Linked DNA regions of Macaca mulatta: region 2 is linked to region 1. A link is a contact called in public Hi-C data. All regions are on one chromosome and are shown on one strand. Each heading gives the region's core, a stretch centred on a gene start, on an enhancer-like site or on the middle of the called end of the contact. The rest is flanking DNA. Distances are from core to core; before and after follow the strand shown.

The links. Hi-C and Micro-C count contacts between places; a contact is called where the count stands out from the background.
Region 2: a Hi-C map of liver shows a contact between it and region 1, with 3 times the contacts expected there. The contact joins the promoter of KDM3A here to the promoter of CHMP3 in region 1. A contact is called at or near these places in 3 of 14 Hi-C or Micro-C datasets (cortical neurons, fetal cortex germinal zone and liver).

What each region holds. Positions count from the first base shown.
Region 1 is chr13:37,825,549-37,828,561 of T2T-MMU8v2.0, forward strand. It overlaps CHMP3 (charged multivesicular body protein 3), which reads left to right and starts at 1,544. Exons shown (of 4, transcript XM_077959079.1): 1 at 1,544-1,763. The coding sequence starts at 1,559.
Region 2 is chr13:37,952,079-37,955,091 of T2T-MMU8v2.0, forward strand. It overlaps KDM3A (lysine demethylase 3A), which reads right to left and starts at 1,538. Exons shown (of 26, transcript XM_077959077.1): 1 at 1,257-1,538; 2 at 123-338. The coding sequence starts at 308.

The DNA.
Region 1 (3,013 bases), core at 294-2,793:
GATCGCTTGAGCCTGGGAAGTGGAGGCTTCAGTGAGGCAAGATCCTGCCACTGCACTCTGGCCTGGGTGACAAAGTGAGACCCTGTCTCAAAAACAAATACATAAATAAAAATAAAAGTATATTTTCCAAAGGAAAAGGTTTCAGAAGATTCACACTATATTTAATAGTTGGTGTGAATCCTTTGAGACCTTTTCCCCTGAGGAAGTGAGAATGCGGGTTTAACTTTTCACAATGAACAGGTAGTGCTTTTTTAAAGAGAACTTTATTGAAGTATGATGGACATAAAATAAATTGCACATACTTAGTGTCCAACCTGTTAAGTTTTGATATTGTATACATCTGCGAAACCATCATCACAATCAAGATATTATCCATCATCCCCCTAAACTTCGTGTCTCTTTGTAACCCCTCTTTTCTGCTCCTTTCCGACCCCACTCCTATCCGCTAGCAACCGCCAATGTACTTTCTGTCACTACGTATTAGTTTGCATTTTCCAGAATGTTATATAAATGGAATCACACGATTCTGGCTTCTTTCGGTTGGCAGAATTATTTTGAGATTCATCCATGCTGTTGCATTTATAAACAGTTTACTCTTTTTTATTGCTCAGTACTATTCCTCCGTATGGATCAATCACAACTGGTTTATCCATTCTCTTGTTGATAGACATTTGGATTGTTTCCAGTTTACGGCTATTACAAATAGAGCTGCTATGAGCATTTGTGTACAAGTCTTTGTAAGAACGTATGCTTTTTTCCCTCTTGGGTAAATAGCTAGGAATGGAAGGCTGGCTTTGTTTAGCATTTTAAGAAATTGCCAAAATGTTTTCAAAGCTGCCGAACCCATTTTATGATTCCACCAGAGACAGGAGTATGGGGCTGAGGTAACAAATGGTCCCTTCACCATCTTCGATGAGGTAATGACAGTAACCATCAGCTCACCGTATAGGCCTAATCAGGGACTGTCCGTGCTAAAATGTGTCTAGTTCTCTTTAGTCAGACTCCTTTGAGAGTGTGATTAGGCTCACGGTCGGTGTGGCGTGTAGGACGGCACACACATGGACAAATGCTAGGCAGGAATCGCCCACGCTGTAAAGGGCGATGGCCTGAACAAAAACTACCGCAGTTGGGATGGAAAGGAGAGGGCTGAAGTTAGAATGGTTGGGAGTTGGTAGGAGGGGAGAGAGGAGGACGCCTAGGGTTTAGCGACCAGGTGATGGTGGTGCAAGCAGACGGGAGGAGTGGGTTGGCGGGAGGAAAAAGAGGCCATTTTTGGTTTGTCACCTGTGAGTCGCCTACTGGACACAAAGACGAAGCTGTCGGGAAAGTGATGGTAAGTGTACACGTCTGCGTGGAGATCCAGACTTCTGGTGCAACATCTAGGTTTAGGTGAAGTATCAGAAGCAGTTATAGTCAACACATTCGTATCTTTCAGAGCAATCATTTCTACACCCCACGAAAAACACCGAATCCGTGGTCTCCCCTACACAGACACGCCCAGAACATGCGCAATGACGTCAGCCTTGTTGACTAGTATCCCACTCACTCAATTCTGCGCATGCGTACCGCGCATGCGCACCATCCTCTACTGCGGCCGCTCCCTACTCTGGGCGTCGGCACTACCTCCCTCTCCGTGGGCCCCGCCCCGGCGGCTGCCCGTGACCTGCCTGGGCGCGGGGAACGGAAAGCCGGAAGGGGCAAGACGGGTTCAGTTCGTCATGGGGCTGTTTGGAAAAACTCAGGAGAAGCCGCCCAAAGAACTGGTAAGGGCTACGGCGGCGGCAGATAAGCGGGTGGATCTGTGTGGGGCGAACTGGAGTTGGTAATTGACAGGACACTCTTCTCCCCACCGCCTGCCCGATACCGACCGGCCCCCATTTCCGGGGCCTCCCACTCGACTGGGGGGCCCGGAGGAAGAGTCTTTAGGAGTTGGCTTTGGGGAGCGAGAGCTCCTGGTGCCACTCTCTACCAGGTAGCCGAGGGGTGGATGAAGAGTTTCTTCACCTCGCCACCGAGCGCGTAGGCAGCGACACCGTCCTGGCCTTGGAAACCCCTTCCCCCTGCGCGCGTTGGTACGACCCGCCCGGAACCTTTTCCCTGCGTAGGCCCCACCCCTCACGCCCGTCTGCGGACCCGCCGGAGAACCTTCCCTTGCCCGGAGCGTTGTTTGGAGCTGGCCGGGTCGCGTCTGCCGGAGGAGCGTGGCACCTGCCGCCTGTTCTCGGTCCTCCCCGTTGTGTTGAAAAGGAGACTGTTTCCTCTTTCCCCAGCCCTACAACCTTGTGTTGACCCTTGTTACATATTATAGCAGGGCAGGGACTCGACCCAGAAGGATGTTGCAGAAGATAGCTCCGGACCCAGCTTCGAATTCTCATTACCTATTAATTGAGATAATATTGGGAGGCAAGCAGTTGAAAGTTCCCTGCAGTCAGTCAACCTAAGTTTGAATCCTGCCTTTCCACATCTCACCTCTGTGATCTCTGGAAAGTTCACTTCTCAGTGCCTTAGTCTTCTCGTCTGTCAAGCCAAAATAATAGTAGTGTCATCTCAGAGTAATTGAAGATTCAGGGATGTAAAGTTTTCATATTCGTAGTTAGGGCTAATTCTTTAAATACGGCACAGCCTTGCTACTCAGGTGCCAACCAGCAGCATCAACATCACCTGGGAGCTTGTTAAATCTCCAGACCCACTGACTCCAGACCCACTGAGTCAGATTTTGAATTCTGACAGGCTCCCTAAGATGGGTGTGCACATCAGTGCTTTAAGAAGCACTGCTCTACCACACCTAGGTTTGTCCATAATGGAAAAAAAAATCCTGAAATCCTTTAATAAATGATCTTACCTGTTCAGCTCTAGCAGGCACATTTTAAAAACCAATCTTATGCATCTTGCAATTCCTGGCACATAATGTGCGTTAATGTAAATTTTTTGTTGTTGTTGTTAATCAAAGGCCCTAGAATAGTAGGCACTCATTTTCGTCAGGAAACTTACTCAGTTTTGCCTCTTGGTAAAA
Region 2 (3,013 bases), core at 288-2,787, 130 kb after region 1:
CCTTCAGATCATATGCCAACTTTCTGGTCTCGGTTTTCAGAAAACGGAAGGAGGGAACCCATGGTCGCGTTACCAAGGTAACTGCGAAACGTCCGGCGGCAGAGGCCCGGAGCCGCCTGTACCTTCAGATCTTTCTTGGTAACGTCGGTGTGGGAGACAGCTCGAATGGTCCCGGAGAGCCAGGGCCACTCGGCGACGCGCTCCACGTCCCAGCTGTCGTGGCTGCCGTCGCTGCCGTCTGCTGCGGACAGACTGAGAAATCGCTTCCCCACCAATACCGGCCAACTTTCTCCGAGCGTGAGCACCATGGTTTCCACGCCTGCAGGAAGGGCTCCTCCCTGCAAAAACACAAAAACAAAATGCGACGGGGGCCGCCAGTGGGAGGGGGCCGGGCGGAGACAGCAGGGAGGACGGGCGGAGGGCGCCGAACCCGCGCGAGGACGCGGCCCCGGGCGGACCCGTACCAAGCCCCCCTCCCGCACCTTCCCGCTCCCCGGCGCCCTCCCCTGCCACACACCCGGGCCGCAGCGCCGCGTGACCCTCGCTCTCCCAAGTTTGGCTTCTCTAACAGCTCAAACGCAAACGCAGAGAGAGTGAGAGAAGAATTATCTGCGGCTCGAGTGGATTTGAAAGTGTTCAGCCCTCAGCCCCTAAAAGAAAAGGCCCCCGGTGCACAGCGCCGGTCCCTGGCGGCTGGGTCCCCGCCCCGGGCGGCCCCGCGGGGGAGGGAGGGCGAGCCCGCGATTCCGCACTTGCCCCGCCGCCCAGCCCCGGCGCCCAGCTCCCCGGCCCCCGACCCCCGGGCGCCTGTCTCCCCCGGCCTGCGCCGCTGCCAACGGGCGGCGGGGCCGCGCGCTCAGCGCTTTCACCTTTCTTCCCCCTCTCCCCGCAGCCGAGGCCGCGGCGCTCTTACCCCGCCTCCCGCCTCCCTGAGTCACCAGCGGCAGCCGCCGTTTCCAGCCGCCCAGGCGACTCCAGCACTGACTTGGTTCAAGAGCTCTCACAAGACACGCACAGCCTCCCGGACCCGCCCCCTCGGAGCCGCTTCCGCCGCTCATTGGCTGAGACACAAGATCTGGGCGAGGCTCCGGGGGAAACAGATCATCACCATTGGCCGGCCGGGCGAGGGCGGGGCCAGAGAAAAAAACAATTCCTTGGCTGCCTCCTCCCTTTCCCCCTCCCCCTTCCGACTCCCGGGCGACCCCCATTAGGTTAAAGTACACAGAGAATAAGCCAGTGATCCCTCCGCCACAGACCCATTCTTTCCATTTGTTGCCTCACGGTATGCAAAAAAAAGTCCCGCGAAATCGGTCATCAACTTTGGGACCTAGAGGAAAATTGCCGTGGCGCATAGATAAGACTGAACGGCGAGATCCTGAGCTATAAGTGCCTATTGGATTGTTCTTCAAGTGCGTGGGCTGTCGACCGAAGATGAGCCTTCCACTTCGCGGAAGAATCTCACAGGAAAGGGTGAGGGCGGTGCAGAGTCAGCGGGGGAGGGAAGGGAAGAGAACGTGCGGTTTCAGGCGTACTCAGCTAGAGGGAGGAGCGACAGTGCGCTGGAGGCTCGTGCGCAGGCGCCTCGCAGAGGTTAGGCTGCTGGGCGAAATGGCTGCGGGAGGCGCAGGCGCACGTGGTGCTGATCGTGGAACGTCTGAAGTCCGCCATTTTGAAGGATAAATGAAGAAAGTCGTGGAGTTACTGGATAATGACGTTCATTAAATTTAGAGCAAAAGAGACCTTTGCATACATGTATAATGGGATTTTTTTTCTCTAAAGGGGGATTGAGAAGGTATTCAGAGACTTGCAAAGAAATTTAAAGTAGTTGAAGGCCATAATGAATGATGCAAGAGATGAAAGAGAAGGTGACTTTGAAGGACAAAGCAGTTAAGAGGTGATTGTGTGCCCTGGACCTTAAGTATTTTGATTGATTGAAAAAGAAATGGAATAAAGAAATTAAAGACATGTTCATAAAGGCTGGTGTTTGACATTACATCACATTTAATCCTTAAGAAGAACTCATGCCTCCATTTTGTAAGTGTGAAAACGGATAATCAGAGAATGTTTGGAAACATACAAGGGATTATAGATGCAAATTAACTCTGGATGTTAATTTTCAATATACATATTCTGAATCTGACTTTTAAGTTTTTAAAGTTAATAACACAAGAATTGGATTTATAATCTGCAGACCATTTAAAGGAAGGGAGCTGCTAAATGAAAAAAAAACTTATCCGGCTGAACGGAAGGCAGAATGGGAACGAGATAAGCAAAAGAAACTGGAACATATGGTAAAAATGTTTTTAATGTGAAAAGTAAGTCCAAACATCAGTATTTACAATAAATATAAATGGGTTAATTTCACTCACAAGTTTAAACAGACAATTGGGATTAAAAGGAAAATCCAGTATAAATTGGCCGTAAGCAAACTCTTACAACACAGGAAGCTTGAAAATACTGGGCTAAAATATTTAATCGAATGGTAGCCAAATGAAAGCAATATAGCAATATTAATATAATTAAAAGTATCAAAAGAGAAAGGATTTCATATTAAAGGATAAAGTCCATGAAGACAATATGGTCTTCTGAACTATTATGAATCTAAAAACATGGCCTATCCTAAGCTAATGCTATGAACGATGAGAAATTTTACAAATTTGACAATTTGTTATCAGAATAGAAGACAAATAGCTCAGAAGTATGCAACTCAAATTTAAAATACAAGAGAAGGTATGGAGAACTTAGATAATGTAATTAAATATTAATCTGAAAAACAACTCAAGGGAAAAATTCTACTGATCTTAGAAAAGATGGAAAGATATCCAATGCATTTTATAAAAGTCCCAAACCATTTTACAAATTCTGAACTGGGAGAGTATAAGAAAGAAAAACTATGGTTCAGTTATAGTTAGGAACATAGATGGGAAATTCTTTTATAAAATGCCAGTAAATTAAATCCAGCAGCATATCTTTTAGGTAACTGCTATGATTAATTAGTGTTACATGAATACAA